3 separate regions of the Mus musculus genome follow, and regions 1 and 3 are each linked to region 2. Evidence: chromatin contacts called from public HiChIP or PLAC-seq and promoter capture Hi-C data. All regions are on one chromosome and are shown on one strand. The core of a region is the stretch at or near the end of the contact, and the rest is flanking DNA. Distances in the headings are between cores, read along the strand shown. Region 1 holds the start of R3hdm2 (R3H domain containing 2). Region 2 holds the start of Inhbe (inhibin beta-E). Region 3 overlaps R3hdm2 (R3H domain containing 2).

Evidence for each region. Promoter capture Hi-C pulls out the DNA fragments that hold promoters and counts their contacts. HiChIP or PLAC-seq counts read pairs in DNA pulled down with a chosen protein or histone mark.
Region 1: an H3K27ac HiChIP or PLAC-seq map of embryonic stem cells shows a contact between it and region 2, with 9 read pairs. The contact joins the promoter of R3hdm2 here to the promoter of Inhbe in region 2. A contact is called at or near these places in 5 of 39 promoter capture datasets (3T3-L1-derived adipocytes, embryonic stem cells, macrophages and 2 more), 35 of 484 Hi-C or Micro-C datasets (CD4 T cells, the G1E-ER4 cell line, the HL-1 cell line and 16 more), 14 of 115 datasets of contacts at active chromatin or transcription factors (the 230-238 cell line, DN3 thymocytes, the HPC-7 cell line and 8 more) and 4 of 9 other capture datasets (adipose tissue, liver, macrophages and 1 more).
Region 3: a promoter capture Hi-C map of liver shows a contact between it and region 2. The contact joins the enhancer-like site here to the promoter of Inhbe in region 2. A contact is called at or near these places in 5 of 39 promoter capture datasets (the 3T3-L1 cell line, the HPC-7 cell line, liver and 1 more), 9 of 484 Hi-C or Micro-C datasets (bone marrow-derived macrophages, cortical neurons, lens fibers and 2 more), 6 of 115 datasets of contacts at active chromatin or transcription factors (the 230-238 cell line, bone marrow-derived macrophages, embryonic stem cells and 2 more) and 3 of 9 other capture datasets (adipose tissue, liver and pancreatic islet).

Annotation. Positions count from the first base shown.
Region 1 is chr10:127,388,594-127,391,674 of GRCm38.p6, forward strand. R3hdm2 (R3H domain containing 2) reads left to right here and starts at 1,718. Exons shown (of 26, transcript NM_001168292.1): 1 at 1,718-1,834.
Region 2 is chr10:127,350,385-127,353,936 of GRCm38.p6, forward strand. It overlaps Inhbe (inhibin beta-E), which reads right to left and starts at 1,464. Exons shown (of 2, transcript NM_008382.3): 1 at 864-1,464; 2 at 1-627. The coding sequence starts at 1,161.
Region 3 is chr10:127,406,300-127,409,372 of GRCm38.p6, forward strand. The region is part of intron 2 of R3hdm2 (R3H domain containing 2); the gene reads left to right. Among named protein-coding and RNA genes, the nearest start is that of Gm23819, 3.4 kb to the left of the region's middle. Within about 2 kb of position 1,257, at least 6 of the 459 cell types and tissues checked have an H3K27ac peak or open chromatin away from gene starts, as enhancers often do. A contact at or near this core is called in hepatocytes and liver, where this site is marked.

The sequences.
Region 1 (3,081 bases), core at 468-2,967, 38 kb after region 2:
AGTTAATCACTTCTGAAAGAGTCCTGATCTTTTAGTGGGGAGTAGTTCCTTCACAGGGAGATTACTTCCTTTTCTTTTTAACTATAGATGCTGTAGCTCTATAGCACTGGCTATTTATTTATTTCACGTACATTGGTGTTTTGTCTGCACGTATGTCTGTGCAAGGGTGTCAGTTCCTTTGGAACTGGAGTTACAGTTGTGACCCACCATGTGGGAATTGAACCTGGATTCTCTGGAACAGTAGTTAGTCAGTGCTTTTAACCAGGAAGCCATCTCTCCACCCCCTACTTCTTATTCTTAGCTGCCTATCTATTCTTACTGTTTTCATTTGATAACCCACACATTTGTGTGTATGTGTGTGTGTGTGTGTGTGTATCTCAAAACTGCATATTCTGAGATGTACTCAGGCAGTATAGTATCTCAACTAAATTCCTTCATCAGAGGAAGTGAGTTCTAGGTAGTGCTGATGACTTCTTGGGGATGAGCTGTGTAGGGAAGAGGCCTTGTAGTGTTTTCCCATAAGTGGCTTTTGTGGATGGTGTTTTGTCACAGCAACAGAAAATAACCAGTACTTATTTATATGGTGACATATAAGGTAGGCATAAAGTACCGTGTTCCTACTCTTGGTTTTTTGAGACAGAGGCTGTCCTGAAACTCTCCGTATAGACCAGGCTGGCCTCAAACTCCGAGATCTGCCTGTCTCTGCCTCCTAAATGTTGGGGTTAAAGGCGTGCACCATCACCACCACCATCTGACTGTAGATAGCATTTTCTTTTAGGTTTTATTTTAATTTTATGTGTCTGGGTATTTCACCTACTTGTGTGTCTGTGCACCACTTGTGTGCCTGGTCCCTATGGAGACTAGAGAGCATCAGATGCCCTGAAACTAGAGCTAGAGATGGTTGTAAGCTGCCATGTGAGGGCTAGGAATCAAATCTGGGTCCTCTGGATGAGTGGTGGGTTCTCTTAGCACCTGAGCCATCTTTGCAGCATCCCATCTAGACAGTGCTGGTCTTGAACTCCTGATGTTCCTGCCTCAGCTTCCCAAGCACTGGGATTTTGGTTTACTCAGTTCCACACCTGGCTCAGAAAATATCTCAGTTACCACAGTTACTAACCTGTCAGTTGTATGTATTTCTTCCTTTTATATGGTTGGGTGCACTAAGATTACTGAAGAAATAGCTGCCTGGCAACATAAAAGCACAGATATTAAAAGGAATTACATATCTTCCAACTGTTTCTATTGCTTGGTTAAATTTAGAACCATACAGGGCTTTTGTAGAATTAAAATCCCTGGGGATTTTATAGTTAATAGACAGTATTCAGCTTTTCAGAGTTAGGAATAATATATGTAGCTTCAAAATGATTTTTGTACCGTCACTCACACCATTTAATTAAAACACAGAGACCAAAGCTGGGCGTGGTGGTGCACGCCTTTAATCCCAGCACTGGGGGGGGGGGGGGGGGCAGAGGCAGGCGGATTTCTGAGTTTAAGGCCAGCCTGGTCTACAAAGTGAGTTCCAGGACAGCCAGGGCTACACAGAGAAACCCTGTCTCAAAAAACCAAAAACCCAAAAAAAAAAAAAAAAAAAAAAAAAAAAACCACAGAGACCAGTAAAAAGTCAGAACTGTTCTAAGAATTTTAGTTCACTGCCATGTTGCTGAAAGTGGATTAGAGCCTGGATTTGATGTAGTGAAGGATTCTTTTTCTTTCTCAGGTGCATTGCAAGAGGCGACCCTGTCCTTCCTCAGTGTCTCTCAGCAGTAAACCTGATACAGTTCCTAAGATCCCGCCTGGATGGAGGAGCCAGCACCATATCTGTGCTAGAAATCAGGTAAGCATCACACTGGGGCTTACAGGTAACGCTTGTGATGCTTGGATTGTTTTCGGAGTTCATACAGTTTGAGCAGCAAATAACCTGTGTACCTGTACGGACCATCAACATAAGGAAAGGTAGACTTAAGGAGGGGTACTTTGTTTTTTTTTTCTTTTTGTTTTTTTTTTTTTTTAATATTTATTATATGTAAGTACACTGTAGCTGAACTCAGACACCCAGAAGAGGGCATCAGATCTCATTATGGATGGTTGTGAGCCACCATGTGGTTGCTGGGATTTGAACTCAGGACCTTCAGACAAGCAGTCAGTGCTCTTAGCCACTGAGCCATCTTTCCAGCCGAGGAGGGGTACTTTGAGTACATAATTTAGATTAAGTAGAATTTAAAATAGAAAACTATTCTATAGTAAATATCTTTAGTGCATCATTTGGTAGCAGGGAAAGTAATGCTATTATTGCATAGTAAGACATTCTGGGGATGTTTGAAAGTATAAAACTTCATCATAGATTGAGGAGAAAAATTAATGTAAATAGAATGTTCAATAACATGGTAAAAGTAAAAAAAATAAAATAAGGCTACTTTTTGCTCTTTTAAAAGTTGTTATGGGAATGGAGAGATGGTTCAATGGTTCAAGAGCTAGTTGCTCTTCCAGAGGACCCAGGTTCAATTCCCAGTACCCACACTGCAGTTCACAAATGTCTGTAACAGTTCCAGGGAATCCTACATCTTCACACAGACAGACATATATGCATGTAAATTAAAAATAAATAAGTTATTTTTAAAAAAGTTATAGGGTTTGAATGAATATCACAGCAATTAAGATCACTGTCTATTCCTTAAGACCCAGGCTGCTCACAAAGGTCTATAACTCCAGTTCCAGTGGGTCTGACTCCTTCTTGCCCCTGAAGGCAGTAGTGCATGGACAGGGTGCACAGACACACATGTGGCAAACCATGTGTATACATGAAAAGAATAACAATTTTGGAGGAAAGAAACTGAAGTCCAACTAGAAAACAAAACCTATTATGGACAGTAAGAAACTTTTGCTTGAGCTGGGTGTGGTGGTGCACACCTGTCTCGGGAGGCAGAGGCAGGCGGATTTCTGAGTTTGAGGCCAGCCTGGTCTACAGAGTGAGCTCCAGGACAGCCAGGGCTACACAGAGAAACCCTGTCTCGAAAAACCGAAAAAAAAACAAAACAAAACAAAACAAAAACAAAAAAAAAAAAAGGAAACTTTTGCTTATGT
Region 2 (3,552 bases), core at 214-2,713:
GCCAAGGGTTGTTGGCTTTGAGGAGGCTAAAGACGGCAGAATGGAAGGAGGCAGCAATGCCAGGACTGCCAGCCAGGTGGGGCGGGCACTGCCCACTGCAGTAATTCAGCTGGTATCCCTCCGGCTGCAGGATCCAATCCCGCCACCCCAGCTCCTGGAAGTCTACATAGTGGTCTCGCCTACAACATAAGGGGGTCTCAGGCTCACAGGTGGGAGTCCTCCTCCTGGCCCGACCTGCTCCAGGTTCATTAGCTCGGATCTTAAGTTCCAAGAAGGGACGTTGCTGTCCCGCTGTGTCCAAGAGCAGCCGTGGCAGTCCCGCAGCGGTGCTGTTAAGGTCCAGGGGTCTAAATTCCAGTTGGAGTTTCACGACGCCAGAGTCCTCACTCCGCAAGCCGCTAGAGGGCAGAGTCAGGGCGTGCCAGCCAGAGGAAGTGGTTTGGTGCTCAGCTAGGAAGGTGCGGAATCCTCGGCACCTAGTGGTGCCGCAACGGAAGATCCTCAGGTACAGAGTGCCCGGAAAAGAGGGAGGCACATGCAGCCAGAGGCGGGCATGGTACAGGTGGTGGGACCAAAGAGGGGACAGCTGGAAGGTGAGCATGGAGCGGTAGGTTGAAGTGGATTTGTCTGCTCAGACAAAAACAAAAACAAACAAACAAAAAAGCAAATTAAAACATGAACAAAGCTTCTCTCTGACACTCGGCCACCCTACCCAACCATCCCTCATCTCTCATACAGACCTCTGCAAAGGGCCTGGACGGCCTGTGTCCCCAGCTCTTTCTCTTGCCACACCCCACGCCTCCTGCCTCCCCTGCAGGCCTCTCCTTGTGTCTCCTGTCCCCGGTCTCTCTCCCCTCACCCACCTATGATGGTAGCAAAGCTGATGACTTTCTCTCGGTTGCCAGGGACCATGCTCTTGGGCTGCAGTCTCCGGAGGGCTCTGGTCAGTGCTGCCTGGGGCAGAGGCCGAGTTATTCTGGGACGGCTGGTTAGGTGCAGTCCCTCCAGGATTTGCTGCTTGGCTAGCTCCAGGACCAGAGCGCGTTCTCCTTGGGGTGCCAGTGTTGGGCCCCCACAGGACGGGCACGCAGATCTTGTACTCTGCACCCACACCAATGCCCACAGCAGTATTAGCCAGAGCTGGGCTTTTGGAAGCTTCATGCTCCAGGTAGATGGCTCTGCTTTGAGAACCTCGAATGGGTGGCAGTTTTATGAGTCTGATTTCCCAAAGAGGATACAGAAGCAGCAGCAGCAGCAGCAGCAGCAGCAGCAGCAGCAGCAGCAGCAGCAGCAACAGCAAACCAGTGTCACAGCTACCCTTGACAAAGAGCAGACCAAGCTACTTGTCCTCAATAGCCTAGGACTCAGGAAGACTGAGAGTAGATCGCCTGGTGGGGTAGCTATGTGTGACCCTCACAGTTCATGACTAACTACTGGCAGGGCCTCTTTAGAGCCAGTTGCTTGGGATCCCTCACCTAGCGGTCAACCAGCAGACCTACCCTCTGAACCTTAGGATTGGCCAGCTGCGCTGCCCATCAGGCCCCTGCAGGGGGTGGAGGGCTCCCCCGGGACTCGAGTTTCACCATCTGGGTGTGGTGGCTTGAGGTAGGGGTATGGAGGTGCAACGTGGACATGCATGATGCAAGAAAGAGGATGATTTCACACGGTCAGTTCCCAAGGTCTGGGATTCAGGTGAGGGAGTCCATAGGAGCCAGGTGGGGATGGGCGGTGGCTCCTCAGTATGCCCTGACTGACTTCCGAGCTTGAAAACGGAAACCGTTTTATGAGGCTGTTTCAGTGGGTTAGTTCTCGGGGTTTCCATGTCAGAACAATAATTCTAGCGTTCAAGCCGAGTTAGGTTTTAGAAAGGGTGGTTTAAAAAAAAAATGGAGTCCTCTTGATCAGGCCTAGGTGGCAGTGCCACGGGACATAGAAATTACCTTTTGACCCTGCCTGTGCTGGCTGCCCAGAGTCCACCTGGGGGAGGGCCAGAGCAGGGATGAGGACATCTTCTGTGATGTCTGGGGAAACCCGGCCAGGTGGGCTCGTGGTGATGCAATCTTACAGCAGAGCAGAGTCCGGCAGAGCTGGCAGAAGGGCGAGCGCCTTTGAAGCACCTGTGCCTGGTAACTACTGCCTTTAGGGTACTGTAGGAGTTGGCCAAATCTGAGGCAGCCCAGGAGTGGTGCCAGGCTTCTGGTAATGTAGTTGGAAAATGGAAATTTAAGGGACCTAGGGGACAAAGCCGGAAAAGCCGCCTCAGGTCTTGGTCATCCAGGCTTTGTTTTATTTTTGCTTGTTTGTTTGAAAGATTTATTTATTTTATATATGTGAGTACACTGTCACTGTCTTCAATCAGATACACCAGAAGAGGGCATTGGATGCCATTACAGATGGTTGTGAGCCACAACGTGGTTGCTGGGAATTGAACTCAAGTCCCCTGAAAGAGCAGCCAGTGCTCTTAGCCACTGAGCCATCTCTCCAGCCCCCGACTTTGTTTTTTAATGTGTGCGCATGTGTGTGTGTGTGTACGCGCGTGCTCGTGTGTGTGCATGTGTGTGCTTGTGTGCACGTGTGTGTGCTCGTGTGTGTGCATGTGTAAGCTGGAGCACAGCCCTGTGTGCCATCCCTAGGGACGTCATCCACCTACCTCCTTTGAGACAGGACATCCTTGCTGGTCTGGAACTCACTAATTAGACTACACTGGCTGGCCAGTGAGTCCCAGTGTCTGCAACGCTGGGATTGCATTTCTACCTGGGCTCTGGAGACTCTAATGCAGGTCCATGCGCTTGTAAAGCAATAGCTTTATCTACTGAGTTATCTCCCAACATCTGACCTCCCCCAACCCCATTATAGGCTCTCTTTGTGTAGCCCTGGCTGTCCTGGAACTTGCTCTGTAGACCAGGCTGGCCTTGGACTCACAGAGCTCCACCTGCCTCTGCCTCCTGAATGTTGGCATTAAAGATGTATGCCATCAGCACCCAGCTTATTTGGGGTGTGGGGGTGTGGGTTGTTATTTTTTAATTTTTTAATTTGCTTTGGTTTTTGTCTTTTGAGATGAGGTGTTTCTACGATGTCCAGGCTGGCTAGAACTTCTAGTATAAGTGATTCTCATGCCTCAGTTTCCTTTGTCGTGAAGACTATGGTGAATTACTTTATTTTGTTGTGGTCTGAGACAGACTCTCCTGTATGTAGCCCAGGCTGACTTTGAATTCCCTGTGTAGTCAAGGGTGACCTTCAATTCCCTGTGTTGTTAAGGGTAACCTTCAACGTCTATTCTTGAGTGCTGGGATTAAAGGCATGTACCACCCTCAGCATACCTGGCTTTTATTCGGTGCTCAGGATTGAACCCAGGGCTTTGTGCATGCTAGGCTATTACCCTACCGCTGGGCTACGTAGCCAGCCCTGAGATGCATGATCTTAAATGAGAGTGACCCTCTACCTCTGATACAAGAGGATACTATCAGGCTAGCCTTTCTCCAGGTGCCAGGTTTGTTAAGAACATGGGTGGCATTAGGGAGAGAGCTGTGGACAAAGAGGGTGTGACTTAAG
Region 3 (3,073 bases), core at 7-2,506, 56 kb after region 2:
ATGTGTGCCCTAGGTTCTTCCCCCAACACCTCATTATCCTGTATTTTTTCTTGTGAAATAAGTATGTATTTATAGGAAGTTGGAAAAAAAAAACAGTATCCCATGAACCTTTAGTTTCTCCCAGTGTACCATTGCATAACTATAGTTCAATATTAAAACCAGGGAATTGACATTGGTAAACTCTCCAGATCTCCAGAGTTCTTTTAGTTTTTCTTTCTGGAACCATGTGCTGTGTGTGTGTGTGTGTGTGTGTGTGTGTTGCACGCGCGTGTGTTGCATGCACAGAATTTGCAGGTGTGTATGTGCTCATGAACCTTCATACTGAGGCTAGAGGAGAATGCTGGGTGTCTTTTTCTGTTGCTCTCCACTTTATTTATTTATTTATTTATTTATTTATTTATTTATTTATTTAAGACATCTCTCATTGAACCCAAAACCCCATATTTTGGCTGGGCTGGCCAGCAGTGCTCCCAGAATCTATTTGTCTGTCTGTCACAATGCTAGATGGAGTTAGAGGCACACATGACTATATCTAACTTTCATGGATGGTAGGTATTCCAAGTCAGGTTTTCTTGCTTGCACAGCAAATATGTCTAATTACTGAACCATATTCTCAGCTCACAAACTTAGAATTTTGTAAACATTAATTCATGTAACAATGACAGTTAGCATGTGTTGAAGCTTTGGGCTTGGTCCTTAGTACCACAAAAAGAAGACAAAGCTTATTAATAATAATGGTTTTATTACCATTACATAATAACCTGAAAGCAAATTATAGGGGTAAGTGACCTACAAGACAGCAACAACAGAAATCCTTGTGAAGCAAGGCATTATCTCCTACTTTTGCAAATTTCCTTAATGACAAATAGCGTGCAAATTTTCTAAATAACAAAAGCAGCAGTCAGCACTTATTTAAGTGTTTCTAACACTGAAGCATTATACCTATTTTTACACCCCACATGATGGTTACTGTTTGTTTTACAGGAAAAGGAAACTGAGGCACTGCATGGTTAAATGACTTGCTTCACAAGAAAATGTTGGCTGTCACTTTAGTTACTTAATGTTTACAAGCAGCACAAGACCTGGGTCACCAATTGTATCCTACTAACCCTGTTTTTAAGGACATTTGCTAAAGTAATAAGGCTTAGGGTAGCTATTTGAAACTTCACTGAGAGTTTTTAAGTTGTATTTGTGTGGGAAGAGGAACACATGTGCCAGGTGCCTGTGGAGATTGGGCAACTTGCTGAAGTCGTCAGCTCTCTCCTGCCACGTGGGCCAGATACTGACCTTGGCTACAAGGCTGGTGAAAAGTGCCCTTACCAGCTGAGCCCTAAAACTGGACTTCTTTTAAAACGACCTTTGAATCTAATGAAAAGAGCTTTATGTGTCTTCTGTCATTGTCACCATTCTGAGCTTCCAGTCAGTTCCCAGTGAAGAAACCAGGCTGAGAAAGCTCCGCCCTGGAGCTGTGACTGAGGAGGTCATTTCCTTCTCCTGCCGAGTTGGAGACCTCTTCTCTTCTTACCAGGGAAATAGACCTCAAGTTTATTTCTGTTGGTGTTCAAGTTGCCTTCTATCTTAACTCTCACTCCTGAACGTAGCTTTCATGTTTGATTTGAGGGAGTGCTAGTAGACTTCAGTAATTGTACACCTTGAAGCATTTTAGACATTTATATCTATTTCTGGTACATTGGAGCTTCTTAGATTTTGTGTCTCTGTTTGTTTGTTTGAGATGGGATCTCATTATGTAACCCTAGCTGGCCTGCAGCATATATGTATCCACTAACGTCCTCTGTGTATGCACTGTGGCATACACCAAAACAAAACAAAAGCCACCGCCACCAACAAAAGCACCAAACCAGAGCTTCAGTACAGTCTGGCTAGTTGTTATCTTGGGAATCGTTGCTGCTGCTTATACATTAGAACATCAGATAGTCATTCCGTATCGCTTCTCTATTCATGACACACCTAACTACATTTACACTGTGTGTATTACATGCATGTGCCTATATGCTGACACTAGAACATCAGCTAGTCACTGCAGCCTTGCACTTTTGTAGCTAATGATTTAGTAATACTTATCTTGGCAAGACCTAATAGCAGTGGATATAGTTGTTTTATTTGTGTGTTTTGAGGCAGAATCCCATGAAGCCTGGTTTGGCTTCACATCCACTCGAGCCCAGCGTTTTGCACTCTTGGGCCTCCTGCTCTTACTTCCCAAGTGCCGGAGTTGTAAGTGTGCATGCTTGGTTTTGTTTTTCTTATTGTGCCTCACGTGATGTTCTTAAGGTTCACCTTAAGCATATTGCTGCTGACAGAATTTCTTTGTTAAGGCTCCGTGGTATTCCACTGCAGCTATGTGCTACCTTTTGCTTATTCATTTCTCCTTGATGGACACTTTGGATTGCTTCCACTTTTTAGGTATCATGAATAATAGTGCTTGCAAATGGATATACAAATACCTGTCATATCCTGTTTTAAGTTATTTTAAATATATTCCCAGAAGTGGAATTAGGGTTAGAACATGGCTTTGAATAGGAAGAATTGGATGATGATGATGATAACAATGATGATGACAGTGGTGAGGATGAGGCGGCAGCTGCTGCTGCTGTTGCTGCTATTAGACTTCCATGGAGTCCGTGAAGGAAGTCCTAAAATGGGATTCATGGACAGCTGTGTTTGGTTTTAGTTTCTTAAAATTGGCCCTACTTTGGTGTCACCTTTCTGCCTGTAAGAGAGGAGCAGAGTGATTGCAGAGCATAGGATAGCATTGCTTTATCATAGATTCGATGTGAACCAGGCATCCTGCAAACACTTTGGAAATTATTTAATCTCATTAACATGCTATGAAGGAGATTTTTGGCATGCTGCTTTATAGCTCAGTACAATGAGGCATGAGGAGTTACTTGAAATCCTAGAACTGGTATGTGATGGTGTTGGGTAGGCGTCATCCTAATGATTTAAGTTCTGAGCCGGCTGAGGCAGTGCAGTGAGTAGATGTGCTTGCTATAAAGCCTGACTACCTGAGGTAGATCCTTGGTGCTCCTGTGATGGAAGGAGAGAATTAAGTCCC